Regions from separate parts of the Mus musculus genome. Here all the other regions are linked to region 1. The links are chromatin contacts, called in public HiChIP or PLAC-seq, Micro-C and promoter capture Hi-C maps. All regions are on one chromosome and are shown on one strand. The core of a region is the stretch at or near the end of the contact, and the rest is flanking DNA. Distances in the headings are between cores, read along the strand shown. Region 1 holds the start of Egln1 (egl-9 family hypoxia-inducible factor 1). Region 2 holds the start of Abcb10 (ATP-binding cassette, sub-family B (MDR/TAP), member 10). Region 3 holds the start of Map3k21 (mitogen-activated protein kinase kinase kinase 21). Region 4 holds the start of Ntpcr (nucleoside-triphosphatase, cancer-related). Region 5 holds the start of Map10 (microtubule-associated protein 10). Region 6 holds the start of Galnt2 (polypeptide N-acetylgalactosaminyltransferase 2). Region 7 holds the start of Sipa1l2 (signal-induced proliferation-associated 1 like 2).

The links. Promoter capture Hi-C pulls out the DNA fragments that hold promoters and counts their contacts. Hi-C and Micro-C count contacts between places; a contact is called where the count stands out from the background. HiChIP or PLAC-seq counts read pairs in DNA pulled down with a chosen protein or histone mark. Capture Hi-C pulls out chosen DNA fragments and counts their contacts.
Region 2: a contact with region 1 is called in a promoter capture Hi-C map of liver, with 2.1 times the contacts expected there. The contact joins the promoter of Abcb10 here to the promoter of Egln1 in region 1. A contact is called at or near these places in 1 of 484 Hi-C or Micro-C datasets (cerebellum), 1 of 115 datasets of contacts at active chromatin or transcription factors (pancreatic cancer cells) and 1 of 9 other capture datasets (liver).
Region 3: a contact with region 1 is called in an H3K4me3 HiChIP or PLAC-seq map of embryonic forebrain, with 4 times the contacts expected there. The contact joins the promoter of Map3k21 here to the promoter of Egln1 in region 1. A contact is called at or near these places in 4 of 39 promoter capture datasets (the 3T3-L1 cell line, cranial neural crest, liver and 1 more), 1 of 484 Hi-C or Micro-C datasets (embryonic stem cells) and 3 of 115 datasets of contacts at active chromatin or transcription factors (embryonic forebrain, embryonic midbrain and pancreatic cancer cells).
Region 4: a promoter capture Hi-C map of embryonic stem cells shows a contact between it and region 1, with 4 times the contacts expected there. The contact joins the promoter of Ntpcr here to the promoter of Egln1 in region 1. A contact is called at or near these places in 5 of 39 promoter capture datasets (embryonic stem cells, frontonasal cranial neural crest, hippocampal neurons and 2 more), 3 of 115 datasets of contacts at active chromatin or transcription factors (embryonic basal ganglia, embryonic stem cells and pancreatic cancer cells) and 2 of 9 other capture datasets (embryonic stem cells and liver).
Region 5: a contact with region 1 is called in an H3K4me3 HiChIP or PLAC-seq map of embryonic limb bud, with 4 times the contacts expected there. The contact joins the promoter of Map10 here to the promoter of Egln1 in region 1. A contact is called at or near these places in 4 of 39 promoter capture datasets (embryonic stem cells, hippocampal neurons, pre-B cells and 1 more), 3 of 115 datasets of contacts at active chromatin or transcription factors (embryonic forebrain, embryonic limb bud and embryonic stem cells) and 1 of 9 other capture datasets (embryonic stem cells).
Region 6: a promoter capture Hi-C map of liver shows a contact between it and region 1, with 4 times the contacts expected there. The contact joins the promoter of Galnt2 here to the promoter of Egln1 in region 1. A contact is called at or near these places in 1 of 39 promoter capture datasets (liver) and 1 of 115 datasets of contacts at active chromatin or transcription factors (embryonic stem cells).
Region 7: a Micro-C map of embryonic stem cells shows a contact between it and region 1, with 2.3 times the contacts expected there. The contact joins the promoter of Sipa1l2 here to the promoter of Egln1 in region 1. A contact is called at or near these places in 3 of 39 promoter capture datasets (cranial neural crest, hippocampal neurons and pre-B cells), 4 of 484 Hi-C or Micro-C datasets (cortical neurons, embryonic stem cells and stem cell-derived neurons), 4 of 115 datasets of contacts at active chromatin or transcription factors (astrocytes, cardiomyocytes, memory CD8 T cells and 1 more) and 1 of 9 other capture datasets (adipose tissue).

What each region holds. Positions count from the first base shown.
Region 1 is chr8:124,947,820-124,951,279 of GRCm38.p6, reverse strand. Egln1 (egl-9 family hypoxia-inducible factor 1) reads left to right here and starts at 2,026. Exons shown (of 5, transcript NM_053207.2): 1 at 2,026-3,047. The coding sequence starts at 2,226. Gm46060 (a long non-coding RNA gene) reads left to right here and starts at 3,055. Exons shown (of 2, transcript XR_001778719.2): 1 at 3,055-3,460.
Region 2 is chr8:123,981,603-123,985,062 of GRCm38.p6, reverse strand. It overlaps Abcb10 (ATP-binding cassette, sub-family B (MDR/TAP), member 10), which reads left to right and starts at 1,941. Exons shown (of 13, transcript NM_019552.2): 1 at 1,941-2,661. The coding sequence starts at 2,250.
Region 3 is chr8:125,908,684-125,912,143 of GRCm38.p6, reverse strand. It overlaps Map3k21 (mitogen-activated protein kinase kinase kinase 21), which reads right to left and starts at 1,694. Exons shown (of 10, transcript NM_145608.2): 1 at 711-1,694. The coding sequence starts at 1,467.
Region 4 is chr8:125,732,524-125,735,983 of GRCm38.p6, reverse strand. It overlaps Ntpcr (nucleoside-triphosphatase, cancer-related), which reads right to left and starts at 1,781. Exons shown (of 5, transcript NM_025636.5): 1 at 1,635-1,781. The coding sequence starts at 1,668.
Region 5 is chr8:125,668,095-125,671,554 of GRCm38.p6, reverse strand. Map10 (microtubule-associated protein 10) reads right to left here and starts at 1,737. Exons shown (of 1, transcript NM_028908.3): 1 at 1-1,737. The coding sequence starts at 1,685.
Region 6 is chr8:124,229,660-124,233,119 of GRCm38.p6, reverse strand. It overlaps Galnt2 (polypeptide N-acetylgalactosaminyltransferase 2), which reads right to left and starts at 1,726. Exons shown (of 16, transcript NM_139272.2): 1 at 1,471-1,726. The coding sequence starts at 1,593.
Region 7 is chr8:125,568,190-125,571,649 of GRCm38.p6, reverse strand. Sipa1l2 (signal-induced proliferation-associated 1 like 2) reads left to right here and starts at 1,787. Exons shown (of 22, transcript NM_001357372.1): 1 at 1,787-1,995.

The DNA.
Region 1 (3,460 bases), core at 777-3,276:
TGTACACATACACCCTAAACCAATAAGCTGTAATAAAAAAAATTAGAGTCCTTTGACTATGTGGGCAATTTTAATAAGTACAAGCAAGTAAATGTAAAAGAATTGTAACAAATTCCCTGCTTGTTGCTTCCTGCCAAGACAAGTTCCTTTTACAAACAGTTAAAAAAAAAAAAAGTGTATGTACTCTAGCAAAAAAGAGGCCGAAGAACTATCTGATTCTACTTATATCTACTTACTTGTGTGGGGGGGGAGGTTGTGGGGGGAGGTTCCTGGGGATCAAGGTTAGGACTCTAGGCTTCCAGCAAAGAGCTAAATGAGCCACAGGCCCAGCCTGCTTCCTGCATTCAATGTATGCATTTCAGAAAAATATTTTCTTTGGTCCCGGGAAATGAACTGAGGGCTTTGCATACAGCAAGCAAGCACTGTACCCCTGAACTACACCCCCAGATCAAAATGGCTTTGTATTTTTGCACTGGGAAGGAGCTCATGTAGTCAGGGGTGGCCTCTGTGTAAGCAAAGATGAACTCAGTCTCCATCTCCCAAGAGCTGGCACTACAGACGTGTGCTACCACCATGTTCAGCTTCAAGATTATTCTCAAAGTGTATGCGTGTAAATGTTGTCGCTCTTACATTTCGGAGTTGTTTGCTTGCAACTTCATTCAAATGGCAGAGCTAACAATTCCCGTTTCTGTGTTCCCCCTGGCATCCAAACAGCAATTTTAAATTCTCGGCTGTCTGTCCCAATGGCTACACTCAAGTATACGACCGTGTGTGTACATTATGACAAATGTTTGCACCTAGGGAGGTCCTTCTGTTTTGGAGGCTGTATGACCATGTCGAACTCCGTAGCCCTGGCTGTCCCAGAACCCACCACATAGAGCAGGTTGGTCCTCAACCTGTACAGCTCTTGCTTCCCTCTCTGCAGCTCCAAATATACCCGTCATTCTCCTTGCCCCGGCCCCACTAGTTACTTACTACAAATCACACGTGGAACCGACAGTCTCTGGTTTGTTTCTCTGAGCTGTGTGTGCAAGTGCGTTTGATCCTGGAACTCACTTTGTAGCCCAGGCTGGCCCCAATCTCACAATGATCTTCCTGCCTCTGAGTGCCAGCATTAAAGCCGTTTACCACCGTGCCAAGCTCTATGAGGTTTGAAGGTTTCATAAAAACAAAGAAACAGCAACTAGTGTGTTCGTCTCAATTTACAACACTGAAATCAAACAAAATGCAGATAACTGAGTTGGCAAAGAGGGCTCACGCTAATCACCTTACCACTGACCAGAAGAGGTAGGAGAATCTACTTCCGAGGACTACCGGGCTGCGTCTCAAGACAACAAAGAAAGCCCGTAATAATCCTCATAATTCTGCAGACACTATTGGCAGATTCTAATGTGAGACTTTAACTCCCTGTGCAGCTTCGTTCACGGACTATGCTCTTGAGAGCTTCAGGCCTGAATGCGGATCTGGAACCGAGCCCTGATTACCTTACTTAACCCAGAGGTCTCGAACCGGAACCGGGAGAAATCTCAAGAGTTTAAGGACCGCAGAAAAGCAAAAACAAAGCAAAGCCAGAACCAGGCCCGGCGACTGCAGGAGCCGGTCCCGGAGCAGGCTGCCCGGGGGGCCTTTGTTGTGCCCTCCGCGGCCTCCGGGGAGCAGCAGACCGGGAGCGCGCAGCGGCCGTCCCGGAGCTTGGAGCGGCCCAGCGGCCGTCTGAGCTTCCGTTTCCTCCTCCGCGGGACCGAGGTGGCCGAGGCAGCCCCGGAGCGCTGCCGGCGGGCCCGGACAGGCAGGTGGAGCTGCGCGCGCGCAGGCCGGCGACGCGCGCCCCGGGCGGAGCCGCGAGGAGGAGGGGAGGGCGGAGGAAGCGGCGCGCCCGCCCGCTAGGCCCGGCCCGCCGCGTGCGCGCGGCCCCCGCCCTCTCCGCCCGCGCGCCGGGTCGCCGGGGCCGTGGTGTACGTGCAGCGCGCGCGGAGCGAGTGGCGCCCGCAGGCCCGCGCCCTGCCCGCCCGCCCCGACGCAGCCGGCTGGGCCCGCCCGCCCAGGGCGCTGTGCGCCGCGCAGGCCGCGCTCTCTCCGGCGCGATGCGGCGCTAGGCGGCCCCGGGCAAGGCAGGCGAGGCCAGGGCGCGCGCGGCCTCCCGCAGCGGGCGGCGGCCCCGGGCGGGCGCCCCGACGGCCCCGCCGCCGCCCCGCTCCCGGCCCGCGGCCCGCCCTGCCGCGGCCATGGCCAGTGACAGCGGCGGGCCCGGCGTGCTGAGCGCCAGCGAGCGCGACCGGCAGTACTGCGAGCTGTGCGGGAAGATGGAGAACCTGCTGCGCTGCGGCCGCTGCCGCAGCTCCTTCTACTGCTGCAAAGAGCACCAGCGCCAGGACTGGAAGAAGCACAAGCTGGTGTGCCAGGGCGGCGAGGCCCCCCGCGCGCAGCCCGCGCCGGCGCAGCCCCGCGTCGCGCCCCCGCCCGGTGGGGCCCCCGGAGCCGCGCGCGCCGGCGGGGCGGCCCGGCGCGGGGACAGCGCGGCGGCCTCGCGCGTACCGGGCCCGGAGGACGCGGCGCAGGCCCGGAGCGGCCCCGGCCCAGCAGAGCCCGGCTCCGAGGATCCTCCGCTTAGCCGGTCTCCGGGCCCCGAGCGCGCCAGCCTGTGCCCAGCGGGTGGCGGCCCCGGGGAGGCGCTGAGTCCCGGTGGAGGGCTGCGGCCCAACGGGCAGACCAAGCCGTTGCCCGCGTTGAAGCTGGCTCTGGAGTACATCGTGCCGTGCATGAACAAGCACGGCATCTGCGTGGTGGACGACTTCCTGGGCAGGGAGACCGGGCAGCAGATCGGCGATGAGGTGCGCGCCCTGCACGACACCGGCAAGTTCACGGACGGGCAGCTGGTCAGCCAGAAGAGTGACTCTTCCAAGGACATCCGGGGGGACCAGATCACCTGGATCGAGGGCAAAGAGCCCGGCTGCGAAACCATCGGCCTGCTCATGAGCAGCATGGACGACCTGATCCGCCACTGCAGCGGGAAGCTGGGCAACTACAGGATAAACGGCCGAACGAAAGTAAGTGGCTGGGGCTCTTGCGACCGGAGGAGGGTCTGTGAGGACCACCCCCCGCCCCCGCAGACCCGGGGCCCGGCGCTCTGTCTTAGCGTGGCTCCTTTTGTCCTTGTACTGTCTGCCACAGTGCACAGTGCAGAGCCTGCCGGAGCCCTGGTCACTCGTGGGGGTCGTTGGGGTACCAGCTACACCGGGTCTGGGTGATGCATCTTATCTTGCCTGTGTGCCTGAGCTAGTTAAAAGCCCCGCGGTTTTTAGCGCGCACCCGGCTCTGATTGAGAGCCAGACACTGTGTTTAGCTAGGACTCTGTCAGCTGCCCCCAGAAAGGTTCATTTAAAAGCCTGTGGTCGGAAAACTCCCTGTATTCAGGAAAAGCTTGGCGGCCTGCTCCCCTCCCCCGTGTAGCTTTATCTTG
Region 2 (3,460 bases), core at 692-3,191, 970 kb after region 1:
ATTTCTCTGGTTTTTAATTTTTTTATCCGTTCAATAGTTTTTTCTTCATTATATCTTTATTTATTTATTTGTGTGTGTGTGTACTTGTGTGGGTGTGAGTATGCCTTAGCATAGGTCAAAGAGCAAGCTGTTGGAGTCAGTCTTCTCCTTGCTTGTGTGGGTTCTGGGGACCCACCTCAGGCTCAGCAGCACACACCTTCACTTACCAAGCCATTTCATAGGCCTTCATTTCGTTCTTTGTTTTTGAGATGGGGTCTTGTTGTGTCTTAGGTGGCCTACCGTTCTCTCTGTGGCCAGATTAGCTTTGAACTCATGGCAATCTTCCTGGTTCAGCCTCCAGGATGGCAGTACCTGTAATCCCCGAACCCGGAAGACTGAAGCAGGAGGATCACTCAAAACCCCCTTACCCAAAACAAAACAAAAAACAGAAAAACCCCAACAAACAGAAACCTGAGTTCAAATCCCAGCACCCACATGGTAGCTCACAATCATCTGTAATGAGATCTGATGCCTTCTTCTGAGGTGTCTGAAAACAGCTACAGTGTACTTACATATAATAAATGAATAAATCTAAAAAATAATAACAATAATTTTCAGAAAGTGGCTACTCTTGCCAGCCTGGAGGCCATTCCTTCCTTAACGATGCTCAGCTGGGGTCCAAGAGGAAGGAACAGGAAGTGCTCCTGGAGCTTGGGCAGGAACCTGGGTCCTGCTGAGTGTGGCTGGGGTGTAGTTCACACTGTGACTCCCTGGGGCTTATAATTCCTGCACTGATGGGAAGAAAACTCAAGTCTTCTTGGGCCTCAGGGCTGGATTTTAAAGGACATGCCTGCTTCCCACATCTCCAATTTGCTCAAGGCAGACTTAACCTCACTCACGGTGTTGTTCACCCCCTCCACCTCGTAACTTCACATGTAGGTGAGGCCCTTGTCTGAGTGTGGAAAACATACAACGATGCTGAGATCTCAGGAGCCAGACAAATATGAAAGATTCTTATGTTATTATTTTTACTGGGCTTTTTGAGACAGGTTTTTTTCCTATGTAACCCCTGGCTATCCTGGGACTCTCTATGAGACCAGGCTGGCCTAGAACTCAAATAGATCCACATTTACCTGCCTCTGCCTCGATTCAAGGAGTGCTCAATGTCTGGGCCAAACATGAGGAAAACAAAACAGAAAGCAGATAAACAAATTACAACCAGCTGCTAACTGCTTGGTTTCCTTTCTTTTCTCTCTCTCTCTCTCTCTCTCTCTTTCTCTCTCTCTCTCTCTCCCCCTCTCTCTCCTTTATCTGTGTGGACTCAGGGACCTGGTGCTCCTGAACTGAACATTGCACTACCCTCCCACTCCCTATTTTAATAAATGACTTTTCCAGGGTTGGAACTGGGGTATTATGCATTTGAAAAGTCTGATGTTTTGTCCCTTGATTCCCCCCCCCCATTCGTGTTGGGTTTTAGGAATATATTGAACTAAAATACTGGTGTTGAGGTTGTTTTGCAACCTCCCCCCCCTTTTTTTTTAAAGGCAGGGCTCACTATGTAGCCCAGGCTGTCCCGGAACTCACTCTATAGACTAGGCTGGCCTCGAACTCAGATCTGCCTGTCTCTACCTCTTATGTGCTGGGATTAAAAGCGTGTGCGGCTGAATTCGCTCTGGTCGAGTGAACTATCTAGGAGTCCACAAACTCTTCCCCCTTCCTCAACCTAGGCCTCCATAGGATACTCCCGGCCTGCCGTCCTTAAGACCACTGCTCTCGGGGTCACTTCTACTCTCCGGGCCTCTGCGGCACCTCCTGCATTGCACAGTTCTCCAAGATGTGGAGACTCCTTGGTCTGCCGACCGCACGAAGGCGAAGGCACCCAAAGGTCTCAAGCAAGAGACTCAGGTCGTAAGGGGCGACCTGAGTGCCGCGCATGCGCACTCCGCCAGTGACCGGCGAGAGAAAGGGCTCGGACGCTCCAGGTTCACAAGTCGTGGAGGGCGCAGGAGAGCGAAAAAGCTTCCGCGTGCGGCTGGCGGGCGCAGGCGCTGGCGACTGCCTGCCGGACAAGGCACTGCCGGGGAGCTAGCGGCTGGTCGCCGCCCAGGGGTGGACCCTACGCGGCGGAAGGCGCGGCCCGGGCGCTGGCCCGATGGGGCGGGAGGGGCGGGCCGCTGCTGCGTCCCCGCCCTGTGCTCGGGCCGGGCGGGGAGGGTCCCGGGGCGTGCGGCCCGGCCGGTTGGTGAGACTGTCCGGGCAGACGCAGCGCCATGCGCGCCCCTTCTGCTAGGGCGCTACTGCTGATTCCGCGTCGGGGCCCTGCCGTGCGAGCGTGGGCCCCGGCCGTCTCCTCTCGGATATGGCTGGCTTCTGAATGGACCCCGCTCGTACGCGCGTGGACCTCTCTGATCCACAAGCCGGGTTCGGGCCTCCGCTTTCCCGCGCCCCTATCCGGGCTGCCTGGCGGCGTGGGGCAGTGGGCCACCTCCTCGGGGGCCCGCAGGTGCTGGGTGCTGGCAGGACCCCGCGCCGCACATCCCCTGTTCGCCAGGCTCCAGGGTGCAGCTGCCACCGGTGTGCGAGACCTTGGGAACGACTCGCAGCGGCGTCCCGCGGCGACCGGGCGCTCAGAAGTATGGAAGCTCCTAGGGCTGGTGCGCCCCGAGCGCGGGAGACTGTCAGGTAAGAACCTGGGGGTACTAGTGGGCCAGTGGGCGGCCGGTGGGCCTCGGCCTGGCCTTGGCCTTGACAAGGGCGATCAAGTCTGCTGACACCTGTTGGAAAGCTATGGATGCTGGCTGGCACTCCCCATCTGAGCCTATTACTAGAATATTTGGTCCCTATCAGCTTGTCAGCATCTGCTTTGGGGCATTCTCTGAATAAGTTAGAGTTTCCTCCTTTAAGAAAAAAAAAAAACAGGAGTTTTGCCAAAATCATGTCTACTTTATAGTATACATTTATAATAATAGTAGTAATAATAATAACATCGCTAGGGTTACACAGTATCAAGCAACCACCAAAATTTCCCAGAATGAAGTGGATCACTGTGAGCTTTGTGCTGGCTGTCACCTCCCTAAGTGGTGACTTGGTCAGGACCAGGCACTGGCCACAGCATAAAAGAACTAGACAGTAACTCAGCCGGATAGACAAATGGCTTTTAAAGAGAAATCAGAATTGGCTGGGTCTAAGTGACAATATTCTGTAACTCCCACATGTCTGGCAGTCGGTGCAGGCAAGGCTGGTTGGAGCAGAGCCATCCTGAGAGCTAGAGCTCTAAATCTCCATTCCTTCTGTGAATATGAACTGTGCCCTCCTCCTGTGGGTTCGATTACCTTGGGAAGCTGACATGGAGTCCTGCTCCTGGGAATCCCTGCTTAGCAGGCAGCGAAGTGTTTGGATCAGAGATGAAATGGGATAGGCATGAGGGTTTTGCAAAAAGGAAAGACTTTGCCACACAGTTCTTGAAACAGGCAGGACTTCA
Region 3 (3,460 bases), core at 445-2,944, 960 kb before region 1:
ATGGTTTGTGTTTAGATTGCATGGGAGCTCCCTGCTAATGCCTGGAAAGTCCACTCTGACTTCCAGATCAGGCGACTGACACAACCTGATATTTCCAGTACCGTACAGGATCCGTGCACTTGTTCTCGGCCCAAATGGGTGCTTTCCAATGTGCAGAAAAGATTTCTCCTAACAGTACAGTCATGTTTCAGAGACAGAGACTTCTGACCCGTAAGGAAAGACCAAGGGCAAGAAGCCATGTTCACAGTGAACATGGTTTGGGGTGGGTGGTGGGGTAGAGCTCAGCGGCAGAATGCCTGCTTGGAATGCGTGAAGCCCAGCTTTTGCAGAGCGTACCAGGAGAAAAGAATTAGAAACTTTAATAAGACACTTGTAAAGTGGAAGGAAATGACTGACGGAGTGCAGGTAATGTGGCCACCAGGCTAAACATGCTCTGTTTAAGGCCAGGGCTGGTAAAGTCCCGTGCAAGCGTATTGGGAGACCTACACAGATTATATGTGTAGTGTCCGATAGGTCCGGAGAGTAAAAAAAAATTTATCTACAAGCTCCTGACCCTGTCTTTTAAAGGGGTGCTCACAGGTAATAACGCCAGGGTAAGTACGAACTTCCCTAAAGCAAGTTAACCAGAGCCTGTCTTCCCACTCTGTGTCAGAGCCAGACCCCTCTCTTGGCTCCTGGAACCTAATTCCCTTGGGGCTAGCCTCACTTACTGTTGCTGGACTTGAGGTCACGGTGCAGGATGGGCACCACCGCCTCCTCGTGCAGGTACAGCATGCCGCGGGCGATCTGCACCGCCCAGTTGACCAGAACCTGTGGGGGGATGCGGCGCGCGCGGCGGGGGCCGGGCGCTCGCGGATCCGATGCTGCCGCCGCCAGCGCGCGGTTGAGCGCGCCGCCACGCGCGAACTCCAGCACCAGGCAGAGGTGCGGCTGCCGCAGGCACACACCCCGCAGCTGGATGATGTTGGGGTGCCGCAGCATAGCGAAGAGCCGCGCCTCGCGCCGTACGCTCTCGGCCGCCGCCGCCGCGTCCTGCTCCGGGTCCCGGCGCGCCGCCTTCACCGCCACCTCCTGGCCCTGCCAGGTGGCGCGGTACACCTGACCGAAGCCGCCGGCGCCGATCAGCTCCTTGAGCTCCAGGCGCTCGAAGTCTACGTGCACAGGCGAGCAGGGTCTCGGCGGGGGCGGCGCCGGCGGCGGCACCGGGCCACAGGGCGCCACGTAGCTGGCCGGAAAGATGCCCAGGCGCCGCTGCACTTGGCCGGCCCACCAGCCCTCGTCTCCTGACACCGCGGCGTCCTGCGACAGTACCTCGACCAGCTGACCGCGCCTCAGGCTCAGCTCGTCCTCACCGCGCGCTTCGTAATCATAAAGCGCGGCCCACATCCCGGAGGAGGTACTCCCCGAGTCGTCCCGGGCCGGGGACAGCGGCGTGTCAGCCGTGCCCTCGGCTACAGGTAGAGCCATAGGGGCGATTGAGAGGTCGCTAGTGGACCAAGTGCGACAGCCACAACCTCAGCTTTCCGGGTCTCCAGCGACGCGTATCATCGGTCCGAGCTAACAGGGAAGGGTGCAGGGCTGGAGCAGGACTACAGAGGTTACGACCACTGCCCGGGGGCTCTGACCTCTGCTCTGCCTCCAGTTTGGCTAGTTCTTCCCCGCAGCCGCTAGCGCGGACAACCGGTGGCGGTGCTGGACCTGCTTAGACTTACGCGCGCTCCCCAGAAGTCGCCCCCACCCTCAGCCCCTCCTCCTTGGCCACTCCACCCTCCAGGTCCTTTCCCCTTGGCACTAGCTCTGGCCCCGCCGGGTTCGTTACCCCTGGGTTCCACCCTCCATTAGTCCCTCCCTAGTGCCAGTCCCGCCCTCCAGGTTCTTTAACCCCTAGAACTCTCTCTGAGTCTAACCTGAACCTGAGTCTCCTGTGCCCGACACGCCCCCAGCAAACCCATTCCGCCAGGTTGGCGTTTCTGCCCCTGTAATTTTGCTTTGCCGAGATTCGTCCTCCCTCCAAGTCTTCCTGGTTCCACCCCTGGTGCCCGCCCTTTCCCAAGTTCATTCTCTAAGTTCATTGGTGCTCCTGGATCCACACCTCTAGGTCCATTTACTTCGCGCTGGGGCAGTCTTCTTAGGCCCACTCTCTGCTCTGAGTTCATAAGGACCACCTTCTTTTGATCTCCTGGATCTGTCCCACCCGTTCCAAATCCATTACTCAAGGTCCCTTACTGACGATCCTCTAAACAGCCGGGTCCCCTCGACCGCCCTTCGGGGACCGCCTCCGCTTTCTAGGTCCATTCTGACCCCGCCCCCAGACTGTCAGCCTTTTCACCTCCACGCGTGACCTATTCTGAGCCCGCCCTCTGGCGTCTCCACTACACCTCAGGCGCCCTCTTGGCCTCGATGGCGGAGTAAGCCTGGGGCCACTTAAAGTTTTCCAGAAAGTTAAAGAGAGAGATCATGGTGCTCGAAGATGGTTGGACTCCTCAGTGAAAAGAGAGAGGAGATGGAGAGAAGAGGACCCTGGAGCTCTAGATGTAAAGTGACAGACCATCCCAGCAACAGATAGACGTTCGGATCCTGGAGCGCGGTTCCAGACAGAGGTCTAGTGTGCTTGATCTCACCGGACTGCAGGCATGGAAAGTCTCCAGGTTACAGACATAGGGAACCACAGTCTCATAACCCCGAAAGCTGGCGCGTTCCTGTGCCTACAGTGCTCCGATGTCAGGAATCCCCAGGTCCCGTCTAACCCTGTGTACCCTCAGACTCCGATGTAGACTACCTTGGAGGCACCTATGAGCTACAGGTTGCCAGGGTGACACAACTGATGAAGCTTTAAAAAGTAGAGAATACAGTTGCAAAATTGGTTCACGACACCAGAACACAACGTGTGCTAAGCCTGAGCGTCCTGGCCGGTGTAGGATGCTCCTAACACGAGAGCACATAAGGAGGTTTTGTTTTGCTTCGGCTCTTTGCCGTTTTGTTTGTTCGCAGTGTCTAAATTTGCTCATCTGTAAAACGGTAACCTCGCGTGGTAGCTGAGAAGAGCCTGGAGGGTGTTTGTTGAATAATAATTCACACCAATATTAATACTTTTTATTTTGAGGCAGAGTTTTGTCCGGCTGCCTATGCTGACCTTGTACATACTTTAGAACACAGGTTTGCCGGGAACTCAGAACAGTGAGCTCTCAGCCTCCTGAAGGCTGGGATTATGAGTGTGCGCCATCAGCCAAGCCTGGCACTCCCTGATAGAGCAAGCAGATGTCTGCCAGCACCCCTTTCATTAACATATTTTCTGGCTTTTCTATTCTTATAACTATTCTTATAATTGTTATTGTGTCTGTTTCGGAGTCTTCCAGGCTCTGCCCAAAAGCTACATAGTAGCCTACAAGGTGTAAGCCATCCTGGCCTATAAGGACTGCTCAGCTCCCGCTCTCTCTCTCTCTCTCTCTCTCTCCCTCCC
Region 4 (3,460 bases), core at 532-3,031, 780 kb before region 1:
CAGGACGGGCTGCAAATGTCACTGCCTGCCAGATTGCTCCAGGTGTGAGGGATTTTCCACCCCAGCAGAGGCAGGCGGCGGCATGAAGTTTACTTACTTCTAATGCAGTCCCAGGACATATCTGGGACCTCCTTCACTCCTAGATTTACCCTCTGTTCTGGTTTAAATCTAAAGCATCCCTCCAGCCACTCTTGTGTCTGATCAGGCAGATGGTACTGTGTGGGGAGGTCGTTAAGCCTTTATAGGGCATGAAGCCTGGCTGTGAAGGTGGGTCAGTGGTGGTGGGCCAGAGGGTTGCAGCATAATCCTTATGGATTTTAAGCAAAAGTATGTATGTGCCAACAGCAGATGTTTGTGGCCTAGAACAATAAGGAACAAAGGTCCCACACTTAGCTCCTGAGGGTGGAGTTCCCTGGGGCTACCCCCGCTTTTTGTCTTTTATTATTTACATCCCAAACACTGCACACATACACACACCCCACCACCAACAAAAAGCCTGTCACTTTAACATTTCACTTTAGCTCTCATACCAAGCAGGCAGCACTTTTATTATAAGGGGAGGGGAGTATATTTATGGGCCAGCAAGACGGCTCAATGGGGCAACAAGAACCAACTCCTCAAAGTTGTCCTCTGACCTCCACACCTGCGCACACACTCACATACGTAAATAAATGCAACTTTCAAACTCCATATATCCGTATTTCCAAACAGACAACACACAGCAGCCCAAGAGCTCTTGACCCAGAGGCTATCTCCTCACAGGGATTGTTATGTTAAAAACAGCTGAGCAAGCCAGACAGTGGTGGCCCATGCCTTTAATCCCAGCACTTGGTAGGCAGAGGCAGGTGGATTTCTGAGTTGGGGCCAGCCTGGTCTACAGAGTGAGTTCCAAGACAGCCAGGGCTACACAGAGAAACCCTGTCTCAAAAACCAAACCAAAAAAAAAAAAAACCAGCTGAGCAAAGCCCCCTCTGAGATGACTTACAGATGCTGGTCAATATTTAGGAAGAGGCTGAGAGGCAGTGGTGCTGACAAAGGGTGCTTTCTTTTTAAAAGTCTCGCTAACTTGCTGGAGAGGGGCTTAGAAAGCCAAACCCTTTGGGATGTTAGTGAGACACACTGGAGTGGGGCCTGTAGCGCAAGGGGCGAAGCATTACTAACTCTTGAGACAGGAGGCAGGGGTGTAGAGGTGCAAATCCGGGACTGACAGTACTCCCAGGTTCTCCTCGGGGAGGAGGGGAAAGCCTGTGAGTCCGGTGTTCACTAAACCTCTTATGAACATAGGTATTGATGATGGCTCCGGGTGAACCCTACAGCAGGAAGCTGGGGACCCAACTGCACCCTGATTTCAAATGCAGGGCATGCTGTGCAAGGCCGGCGCGCCTCCAACTGCGGCCCCCTGCTCCTCCCCAAAGCCTCTGCCTGTTCAACTGACTCTAAAGTCTACAGAGTACACCTGGGCCTCAGTGGCGCGAGACCCGGGTGACAACCGGTCCTTGGGGACATGTAACCGGTGCTCCCCAGTCCTCCTGGCCTTCCCTCTCGCCGGGTTGCGATACACCAAGCCAGGCCGGAGACCGGACAGAGGTCCAGGCGCTCTACCTCCCCGCCAAGTCCCGCAGGCTCTGGGTCACCTGGAGGCCCGGTGAGGAACACGTGCCGCGACATGTGCGTGGGGGTCTGGGTGCGGGGTGGTCCAGAGCGGGGCGGTCGGGGGTCAGAATGGGCGGCCAGGCTCCACCCCTTACGCTGAAGGCCACGCCCCTGTCGGCAGGGAAAGCACCGCCCCGCCCCGTGGTCGCGCATGCGTTTCCAACGCTCCCCCCCCCCCCTTCCCGACACACAAGGCGCACGCGCATTCTTCCCTACTCCTGGTGCTATGTGGCAGTGGCTGGCTGTAAGGTCTGGGAACAGTCCTATGTGCCAGACTCACGTGAGGTGTCTGCACGGATGCATTCGTGGAAATTCCAGATACTTGGCCGTTGCTACTTAAGTATCTGAGTTCTGTCCCTGAGACCCTCACCTCAGGCTGCAAGTGAGCTCCTATGTAGCAATAGAAACCCTCCTTGAAGGAGCAGCCGTTGGTGGGATTTGAACTCCGTGTACAATGTTCACTTGGCTGCGGAGCAGTCAGCTGGAGAACAGCTAACCTCAATTTATCCTGGCCTCCACCTCCCGAGATGAATATCTGAGACAAGGTAGTAAGAGTCTAAAGATCTGATTAAGCTTTTTTATTGCAACCTGGAAGTAGAAGGAGCTTCCAGTGACCTGACCTGAGCGGCAGAAACGGCAGAAAGAGTTGTGGAAAGCAGAAACAAGAGCAAAAGCGAGGCTTCTCTCCGCAGAGTTCTCCCCTTCCATTGCTGAAAAAGAACTTCCTCACTGACTTCATTCAGCTGACTGGGACGCCCATGCTCGGGGGAAACTAGCCCAAAACAGTTTTTTCAAAGCCAGTTTGATGGTCATCTTAGTGATAGTGCCTTGATTCCATTTTGGCCCGATCTGGACTGCTAGGGGCTCACACAGCAGCTTGGCCCAAAGCGATGGCCTCCTTTAGACTGGAGTAACTGGCATTGGTCCGGAGAACTTGAACCTGTTTGCAGGAGGTTTTCAAGCTTGCCCACGTTGCAGACCTCTGATGCAGGCGGACTTCCTATCCCCAGCCATGCACCGAATCCCTCATCTCTGCTCCATACCTCCACACTTGTCTATCAACCCACAACTGCCTTACCCAGAGAAAGTGGATCCTTACCTCAGTTAGCCTCGAGACTCATTCCACCAGCAAATGAAGTGGCAGTGGCTTTTGCCCGCGATGTACCTGTAGACCCTTCTAGTCGAGCATGCGTGCAGTTGGGCTTGTGCTCAGTCACCCTCCATTCTGGATGAGAAAGCCATTTCCAGGAATCCTTACCTTTAATTGGTTTGCGAATGTAATATACATACACACATTCACACACACACACACACACACACACACACACACACACACACACATTTTTGGACTCCTTTCAGCAGGCAATATATGCCAGTTTAACAGCTCAGTTTCCTGCTGTTTAAATCACCTAAAAAGATTGGCAAGCCACACCTGCCACTGTCATCTCAGTGTTGTTTATAGCCCTGTGTTACTCTAATGGAGTATTATTACTTCTTATCCCAATGGGTAACTTGCCTTCCGCATCTTGCACCTGCATGGACTCAGAGAATGGCTGATGTAAGCAAAGCAAACCCATGGGAGAACCTTACACAGAGAGACAACATGTATAGAATCCTAAGTGCTTCTTGTATCCAGAATATTCATTTTAAATATTAACCCTCTAGAATTTTCCATCGCTGGCAAGGGGACTGGAATTGTAAGGCGTTCTGGGAGTTGGGTTGTTTTCGGTAGCTCAGAGACAGAATCGACATAGAGAATCAATACCGGAGGAAACAAAGAAAATGTCTACATCGATCTGCTTGGCCT
Region 5 (3,460 bases), core at 488-2,987, 720 kb before region 1:
CCTTCCTCAAAAGACCCAATGGAGTCTAAAGATTCATCCCCGGGCAGCTGTGGTGGCAACTGGCTTTGAACTGCCAAGCTTGGTAGTTTCCCATTAGAGTCTGTTGGTGTATCTGCGGGCAGCTGTGGTGACATCTGGCTTTCTGCTGCTGAGCTTGACACCTTCCCTTTCCAGGAGGGGATTCGCAACTTTGGCCCCACAGCTTGTATCTGTGACCTCCTGTACTGTTCTCTCTTTTCATGTACAACCAGCATGTTGGGGTTTGTCTGCTGTAAACGCAGTCTCAGTGTATTTGTTAAGCCATACAGCAGCCTCCCCTTTGTAACCTTTGGTGGGGGGCTGCCACCGATCTTTGGATGTTTTCCTTTAGGGTTCTTTTTAGACTGGGGATTCACCAACTTTTCATTTTCTCGCACAGAAAGCTTGTTGCTCTTTGATTCCGACGGGGATGTGGACTTGGTGGAAGGGTCTGGCCCCTTGTCTTCACCTCTGTACAACCAGGCTAAATGGGGATGCACCTGGGTGGGGCTTGCCACGGGCTGGTTGCACAGCAAGGACAGCTCAATCAATAAAGCATTCAATAGTGGCAGCTGTCTTATAGCATTGACTGGACTTTGTTCAATCTGAGGAGGACACGGAGCTTCGTTCGCTTCTCCTGGACCCTGAGTCTGAGGAAGATTTGGAAGCACAGGAGGGCTCTCCTGCACTGCAGCTCTTGTATGTTTCACTGGCCTTAAGGGAGGACTTACGAGTTTTGTTTCGGGAAAAATGTCATCTAGATCCTCAGGTTCATTTCTCTGAGGCTCAATAGTGATTTCAACCCTGGCTGAAGGAGTCTTTTCCTGAGTCAGGTGAGTGTAATACAGTGGAGGAGGGCAAAATGTGTTGGTTTCAAAGTCCAGTTCTGTGACATCCTGACTGACAGAACTGACAGTTTTCCCACTGGGAGCGGGTGAACAAGGGGCAGAAGCCATGTCCCCAGAGCTAGCCTTACTGTGTAAGACCGCTTCTTCCCAGGACTTCTGGACAACTGAGGCGTCTGAGTCCCCTGCAGACCAGCTGTTGGTATCCTTGGCACATGGCTCTGAGCCCTCCAGAAGGCGTGCATTTGAGACACACTGTAGACATCTGGCAGAGATGCCTTTGGTGCATGGCTTCGAGGTCTCCTCGGTTCTTGGCTCTGACACCTCCAGGGCTTCGGAGTCCAGGATACAAGCAGGGCTCAGAGGGCCTCGCAGCTGCGGAACCCCCGGGGAAAAGCGTCCCAGTTCGGTCAGGCGATAGAAGAGCGCCAGCTCCCCAACACGCTCGGCCTCTGGCCCGCGCAGGGCGAATACACCTCGCTGGCCCAGGGAGGGGACCAGCAGGATGTCGCAAGCTCCCACCAGGCCGGGCGCAGAAGTCGGGCCCACGGGCAGTTGCAGCAGGGCTGCGCGCAGACGCGGGCGCCGCAGGGCGGCAGGGTGCAGGCGCAGTAGGCAGGCCTTGCCGCGCCCGAAGCTGATGGCGCCGCGCTGGGGCTCCGGGCCAGGAGCGGCCGGCGGGAAGACGAGCAGCGGCGGGAAGTCCAGCAGGCGAAACGCCACAGCCGGGCTCGCGGCGCACGGCGACAGCCCGGTCTCCAGCCGCACCCAGTCCACGAGCAGCTCCAGCGAGAAGAGCCGCCCGGCCGCCGTGGTCGCCATTGCTGTTGCCCCGGGCGACGCCGCCAGCTCGCTCCGCCAACCGGAAGCGGGAGCGAGGGTCACGTGACCGGCCGCGCCCTCGCGAGACTTGACTTCCGGCCCCGAGTGCTCTTGGGAGTTCTTTTGCCTATGGGGTTTTGTCGGAGCAGCTGCGTGATGCTGAGGGAGTAGACGCGCTCAAGCAGCACTCTCTCTAAATTTTATATAAATGAATATAATTTCTATTTTATATTTCATCACCGCAGGTCCTACGTCTTTAGGGATCACGTACCGGAAGTAAATGGGCCGCCCTGCCCATTTAGGCCTCAGAGCCTGCTGACCACTGCTCAAGTCAACCTTTTTTGTGGTTGCTGTGCATCTGTCAGAGGCTGTAGCTTCTGTCACCGGCTCCTTCCTCTCTTTGTCCTCTCACACAATGACCACTAGTAGGCCATCCTGCCCTCACCGGACTTGTGGCTTCTTGAAGCCTCAGGAGGTTTGACCTCAGCTTCCATCGTGACCACCTTGCATCGCCCAGGTGTAGGGGAACTCTCAGTGTATTGGGACAGTGCACCCTAACACCCACCAGAGCCCTCACCTCCCACCCTGACATCTGACCACCCTGGTGTGTCTTCAAAAAGACTCTGTTATGTTAGTTGATGCAGAATTCCCTACGGATGGGAACCCACTAGCTTCGGGTCTTTACTATATAATATGAGGGGCCGGGGGAGAGGGATCATGTACTATCCTAAGGTATTGAAAATGATGGGTCAGGGCTGGAGGTGCAGCTCAGTGGAAGAGTGCTTGTTCACTGCATACAATCTCCAGTACCACCGCCATGAGAGCGGAAGAAGTGATTGGTTCAGTTAGTAGGCAAATGGCATTGGTACATATGTCTGGGAGGAGCGGTGAGTGAAAGTAGTGTCTGCCACTGGAGATCTGTAGTGCACAAGCTACGCACAGAGGAATTTAGCACCAGCCCATTTTACGATTTTACATCTCAGATCCAAGTTCAGAAGCTCCACAACTTCCAGGGTGTCTCGAAGATTCCCAACCCTGGTCTCTCATATAAGACGCAGATCAGGAGTCTCCCTTCCTATTTATTTGATCTAAGTCAGAGCTCACAAAGACACGTTGTGTTGGTCTCATGTTGTGGGTGATTCTGAGGCAGACACAACCCTTGTGCTTCTCTCTCTCTCTCTCTCTCTCTCTCTCTCACACACACACACACACACACACACACACACACACACACACACACGTCACTGTCTCACTGTCAGGATGGTAGCACAGTCACAAGGATAGAGTAGAAAAACACATATGCAGTCATATAGTCCTGGCTCCCTCAGTTACACCATCAAGGGAAGGAGGGAAGCAGGTGACCAACTATCAGCTGTGATGCTCCACCCTCCACAGGCACCAAAATATGCTGGGTTCTTACCAGCTTCTTGTTGGTCTTAGTCCTCTTGGTAACCTCATCAGTTAGGTTGCATAGCAACAAGTGTTCAAGCTGCAATAGATGTTAGATCTTCCTGTCTTTAGTTAAGTGTGGAAAACTAGCAGCATCCATGTCAAAAACATGGCTCAGGGAACAAAGACCATCAAACACTCAACAGCAGAGAGGCAAATTCAGGGCCTCTCTGGAGGTTTATTCTGTAGAATTCACTACAGCAGTAAACAGTTTATTCTGTAGGAAAATCAGCCTGATGTTTGTTTGTCTTTGAGACAGCAGGGTCTCCTTTGCCACCCAGGTTTGATCTTGTGATCCACCCATCACAGCCTCCAGTGCTAGGATC
Region 6 (3,460 bases), core at 477-2,976, 720 kb after region 1:
GAGGGAAGTCTCCTGGGGAAGCAAAGTCCGTACACACCACACTTGCTCAGAGTCACCATGGTTCTCAAAAACCTGGCTGCTGCCACCAGCCACGCTTGCTAGACTTAAACCCTAGCAAGCAGGGGCTCCCAGCACAACAACCATTCAGAAAGCAGGGCTAATGAGAGTCAGTGTCCACCCCACACAAGCCAGGCACAGGGAAACACTGTTTCCATGTTCGTTACTGAAAATAAAAAACGAATCATGAACCCCTCCCAGAGTCAAAAAGACACTTCCACCTTCCTCCCTCCCTTCCTTCCTCCCTCCGTACCTGCAGCTAGGAATAACTTGAAGATGCCAGAGAAAAAGGGAATCAGCCATGTGCCTTTGACATTCAGTGTCTGAGTAGGGGTAAAGTCGGCGGCTGCTCATGGGCAGTCCATCCTACTCAAGATTCTACCCCCTATCTCCCTAAGCCGCGATCTACCTCCATTCTTTTCTGGTCGTGTACTGTTACTCAAAATCAAGTAAGGAGGGCTACAAATCTTTGGAAAAGATAACTATATTTCGAAGCTCGTTAGCTAGTAAAACACCACAAACCCCTCAGGAGAGAATACAACAGCCTAGACAGCACCAACCAAGGCAAGGATCCCACGCTCGCTCGGTGTCCACTCGGTACCCAAGCCGAGATGACTGCCGAATCAGAACCTGTAAGCTCTAAGACTCCCGGCCTCACTACCGAACCCACCAGAGACACACACCGAGGAGGGACTTGGGGTTAGGAAATGCGGACTTGGGGTTAGGAAATGCAAGCGCAAAAGGCTAGGTAGTTCCCGCCGCCGTGAGCGGCCAAGGGCCGAGGTGGGCAGTGTAGCAAGTAGAACGGGAGGTCTGACAGAACCACGGTACGACCTCACTGCCGGGGTGCTGGATGGGGAGGATAGGGAGGGATCACGCCTCTGATCACTGGAGCACCAGGGTTCCAGCCCGACCAAGGTCCCCAAGATCTGGGCGCAAGACGAGAGGGTCGCGGGTTCCAGTTGGGCGGAATGTGGCTCGGGGAGCACCGGGTTTCGGGTGACAACGATCCCCAAGATCCCGGAGCAGGGAGTGGGGCTCCGGGGTGATCTGGGCGGAGTACGGAGCAGGGGGCAGGGAGTCCGGCGGAAGGGTTGTCCCTATGATCCCGGCACAGGGAGTGGAGCGCAGTGTCGCCAGCGAGATAACAGCCTCCAAGATCCTGGCGCAGGGCGGTACGTGGCTCCGGGTGCCCGCGCCCCGCATGCGGGAGGCAAGTCGCTGCACCCAGAGCCGCGGGTGAGCCGGACAGGGCCGGAGCTCGCGCCGCTGGCCTGAGGGCCCGGAGAAAACTTGAGGCGCGCGTCCCGGCCAGGGTCCCCACATCTGCTGCCCCGAGCCGGGGAGCACTCTCGGTGCACGGCGCCTCCCCGCTGCAGGCCCGGGTCGGCGCACAGGCCTCGCGGCACTCACCTTCCTGCCGGCGCCGCCCCCGCCCGCGGCCAGCGCGGAGCCGCCCCCCGAGTACATGTAGTAGGCGATGCCCAGGACCCAGAGCAGCGCGAAGCACAGCAGCATCCGCGAGCGCCGCCGCATCCTCGCTCTGGGCGGCCGCCGGGCAGCCTGGCGGCGCGGCGGGCGGAGCGCGCGGCGGGCGGAGCTCGGGGCGGCGGCGCGGGAAGACGCGGCGCTCGGCGGGCGGCGCTCGGCGCTCGGCGCTCGGCGCCCGGCAGGAAGCGGCGGCCCAGCGGCGGGGTCAGGGAGCAAAGGGCGACCAATCGACGCTGAGGGGCGGGCGCGGGGGCGGAGCCGAGTCTCCATGGCAGCGGCGCCCCGCCCACTGCGCGCCCCCGGGAGTGGCAGGTGGAGGCAGCGGGCGCGGACGCGCGGTTCCCCAAAGACTTGGAATGGGCCAGTCTGCAGAGATCGCCCCGGCCCGCCATCCGTCACATTCACTATTTGGGCAATAGTGGGTTCTTGGGTTTTTATTTTTTATTTGTGCTTTCTCTTTTTTAATATAAGGTCTCATCCTATAATCCAGACTGACCTCGAACTCACCATCCAGCCCATGCTGGCCTCAATCTCGCAGCACTCCTTTTGCATCAGACTTCTGAGTCCTGGGATAACAGGAATGCACTGCCCTGTGGTCTGAACAAGACTAAGACAGGGAAGGTAGATTTCAAGGCGCTTGCTTGTAAGGATGACCCTTCCTGCTCTTAAAAGCAAAATGGAATGGTGGTGGTTTTAAATAAACGTGAAAAAGAGGGGAGATAGATGGTAATTTATGTTTTTAAATCTTTTCGGTTTTTTATTGGTTGCTTTCTTGAAGGAATGAGGTGAGCATAGTAACCCACTTAATAGAGCAGGCAGCAGCGAGTTCCCTGACAGCAGCTCTGGTGACTGTAACCTTGTCCATGACCTTGTGACTCTAAGTCCCTGTGTCTGGAAAAGAATTTCCAGTACTTGAGAGCCTGCAAATATTTCTGAGATCTGCCCACACTGCAGGAGGAAGGAACTCCCTGGGCGGCAGTCTGCCCAATCCTGAACAAAGAGCACCGCAAGCCTTGGGCTACCAGGATTCTGAGCCTCACCTGAACTTCAGACTTCTCAGAAGTGAGAAGGGAAAGCCTCTTAGTTCCACCAGACACCCCATTCCTGAAGACACCCCATTCCTGAAGACATCCCATTCCACCAGGCACCCCATTCCACCAGGCACCCCATTCTGCAAACACCCTTCACAGAAGACAGGTTTCTCATACCCTAAGAAGTTCCGTTCCAAGTACTAGAATCCGAGCACTGTACTGACCAGGGAAGAGATTTGTAAAATACTGAAGAGATGACAGGCTTGAAAACACCCAAGAGTCTTGGGGACAGTCAGATAAGTGGGAACAACTGTTGCCCCTCAGAGGCCTGGGAGTGAAGGGAAAGAAGAGGAAGCAGGACAAACCCCAAAGAGCAGGAAAGAGACAAGCAAGTGGCCCCTCCCCCAGCATAGCATCAGCATCAGTATCTGTTGAAAACTGCAGAGGACAGAAGAGAAAGTCCCCACCCGGAGCCCTGCCTCCAAATGCTTCCTATCTGAGAAGTCAAAGGACAGCAAAACTGCTACTACAAAAGCAAAACAGAAAGTTAGTCATATTGCTGAGTGTGGAAGAGGAATCCTAACATTTCATCTGATTATGCTCCCCAACACACACATGCACACACACAGGCACGAGCACACACACACACACACACATTGACTGATGGTGGTTGTGTCACCTGTAATCTCAGCATTCGGGAGGTTGAGCCAGGAAGATTGCTAAATGAGAGACAGAGAGACAGAAACAGAGAGACAGAGACAGAGAGACAGAGAGAGACAGAAAAAGACAGAGATAGAGACAGAAGAACAAGGAGGAGGAGGAGGAGGAGGAGGAAGAAGAAGAAGAAGAAGAAGAAGAAGAAGAAGAAGAAGAAGAAGAAG
Region 7 (3,460 bases), core at 538-3,037, 620 kb before region 1:
CCACATGGTGACTCACAACCATCTGTAACAGGATCTGGTGTCCTCTTTTGGTGTGTCTGAAGATAGCTACAGTGTACTTACATATAATAATAAATAAATCTTTAAAAAAAGACTGATGTAGGAATTACTTCATCAGAAGTTAAAAAAAAAAGTTTAGAATTGGAGAGCGAGAGTTCCTAGATTCTGTTTTCTTAAGAATTCCCAGGGTAATGAGGCCTTTGAAGGGCAGAGAGGGAGGCTCGCAGGACAGTAACAGGAGATGACGAACCTATGGTAGCTCACTCTAGCTTTCATTTGCTTGAGAGATTGCTTGAAGTCATGTATGTCCACAGCATGGCTGCAATGACCAGAGAAGCCAGAAGAGGGCCTCTGATCCTCTGAACCTGGAGTTACAGATGGTTGTAAGTTGCCACTGAGAGCCTGGTACAGAAGCCAGGTCCTTGGCAAAAGCAGAGAACGCCCTTAACTTCTGAGGAATCTGACTCACGCTGGCTTTTAGACAAGCTCCGTTGAATGCCTCATGGCTGGTATTTTTCTTGGAAACCCCAGCAATCTCCGTACCTTCGCCAAAAGAGGCATTTTATATTTGTTTCTGTAAGATACCTGAGCCCGCAGCCACGCCCTGCCTTCCTCTCTGGCGCTGTATTCCACAGTCTCTGCCCCGGTTTAATCTGCCCCCTCCCCCACCTCACCCCCAAGCACAGAGCAGGGTCTGGTAAAAAGTTTCCCAGAAAGCACTGCAGCACAGGACTTTTCTCAGACTTCATGTTTGTGGAATGCATACACAACTTCTGCAAACGGTAGGTATAGGGAGACCATCCAGAAAGACCTCAAAACCTGGAAATCTCAGGAGCATAATGTCATATACAGGTTGCTGGCATGTTTTACAAGGCCCATTCCTACGCATTACACCTGTATTTAAAATGATATATAAGAGATTGGACAATGTGCACGCAGAGAAATGCAGCTTGGGTGGGGACCCACTGTTTAAACTTCACCAGGATGTGTGCTCGTAGTAGGAAGCACTGCGACAGGGAAGGAGAGATAACATTATTAACATTATCTCTTCCAGGGAGGAGTTCAAAGTCCCAAACAAACCATTTCAGGACTCTGGGGACGTAAGGTGGAGCCAGCTCTGCCACCTGCTCCGGCCTTATTTACTCCTCCTGCCCGTGCATCTCAAAATAGAGCCCAACGCCGCTCTTCTGCAGCCGGCCGCAGGTGAGGCTCCCGGCGGTTGGGGGTAAAGGGGGTAGACAGGGCCGGAACACCGAGAGCAGGCGTGGGCCCGCTCGTGCATCGCTCCTGGCTCAGGTTCCCCGGCCCGCGCGACTACAGCTTGCACTTTTGCGTCAAGTCCGTCCCTCGGGCTTCGCCAGGCCGTGGTGACTCTCAAGGGTCCGGACATGGTGCGAGCATGTACGAATGAGAGTCCACACCCGGAGAGCACCGGTCGTTCCGAGGGCACCCGGGCTCGCGAGCACTCCGAAGCCGGCCGCCTGTCCCCGTAAGCCGAGGCCTCGCGCTCGCCGCGACCTGGAGAATCGCTCTCCGAGGACGCTCGCGCTCGCGCGCGCCCGACCGCGAGGGGCGAGTCTGGCCAGGAGGCGCGCCAATGGGCGTGGGCGGAGCGCTCGGGGCGGGGCCTGTCCGGTTGGCCAATGGGCGTGGGCGGAGCTTTAGGGGCGGGGACCGTCCGGCCACCGGCCAATGAGAGGGGGCGGCGCGCTCGGGGTGGGGTCTTTCGGGGCACCGGCCAATAGGCGGGGGCGGAGCGCGTGGGGGCGGTGCCGGGGCGGGCGGCGGCGGCGGGAGCCGGCTGCAGACGGAGCCGGGCGGCCGAGGACGCAGCGCGGCGCCTGGCGACAGCTCGAGCCGCGGGCGCAACGGCCGCGCGGGGAGCGCGCCCATGGGTAGCGCGGGACGGCGGCGGGCGGCGAGGCCCTGGCTTCTGCGCGCCGGCCCTGGCGGGGTCCAGAGGACCGCGGCTCCGAGGTGCGTGCCGGGGGGTGCGGGGTGCAGGGCGCAGGGACCGGACCTGCCCGGCTGCGCGCAACTTGCGGGCCGCTCCCCCGGGACTCCCGCTCCTTTGTACGCGCGGGCTCGCGTCTCCGCGGGTGAGGACCGCGGTCGGGAAGCGACCGGCAGCGCCGGCACATTCATTTGAGCCTGGTCGCAGAATCCCGAGAATCAATTTCGGCTCGTCTCCCGGAGAGCGAAAGCCGAGGACAACTTGGCGTCACCCCTTGGGGAGACGTTTGTCGTCATTAACCATCTTCGGCTACATTAATTCAGTCCGGGCCAACGTCAGCACGGGCGAACGGACAGCAAGTGCGTCCTCACGAATTGGGGCTGGGCGATACCTGATTTTGGTCAAAACAGGTCTTAGGCGCTTCGGGTTCTGCTTGGAGTTGCCTCGGTCTGCGCAAGGATGGCTTTGAGAAAGAAGGCCAAACAGCGAGGGGGAAAGGCAGAATGCAGAACACCCCAAAACCCAAGTCATCCGCAGAAAACGGGGCGTCTTGGTTATTCTCATTGGTTTTCCCCAGTAACTTCAAAATAGTCCCAGAAATGTTCCTTTTGTCTGCGGTTTCACTTCTAAACTTTAACACTAGATGGCTTTCTTATGACAGGCATTTTAGTCCGCTGCCCGCTTGAGTTTCCTGCGTCTGCAGTCTAGGCTGGGATTTATTTATTTATTTAACGTCTTACAAATTGGAATGAAAGGAAGAAACTATCCCAAACTGCTGCTTTATTTGAAACATAGTACTCCCCTGTAAGGCTTAAACTGGTTATTATATTTCTTTTTTCAAATATGGAAAGTGGGCTTTGATCTCTAGCGACCAGAGGTGACTACGAATGAGCGAGCTGCTTGTTACTGGGCTCTGCATCGCGGAGGTCTTGATGTCTTTGGAGAATGTGGAGTTCTTGGGTGGGTTTGGTGATAAGAGCTGCATAGATTTCGACATGCTGTTTATGGCTAGCTGGAGCGGTTTCCGGAACAGGCAGCAATGGGATCTATTGCAGGGGGTGGAGGGTGGTTGGGAGGGGGGAAGAATAGTCTATCTTCAGTTTTGGGCGCGTGTGAGGCTGTTCATGCCTAAGGGTTGACCGGCAGCATTTGAGGAAGATCTGTAGCTGAGTGCGTCTGCCTGAGTCATACTGAGGGTTGTGTCACGGACCTCTGCGTTTCCTTCTCCCCTGGTGAGATCTGGCTTGTCTCTTCCCAGCACGGCTTTTTAATGACTAGTACAGTCTAGTCATTAAACTAGTGCCTCTAGTTAACCGATCAGTGGCCACAGCAGATTCTTACATTCTGGGTTAAGTACTTTTTTTTTTCAGGGGGTCGGATTTGGGAATTAAACCTATAGGCTTGGGTATGATAGACAAGCACCCTACCACAAAGCTACATTCCCAGCCTCATTTATTGTTATTTCAAAACAGTGAGCCATTTACTATT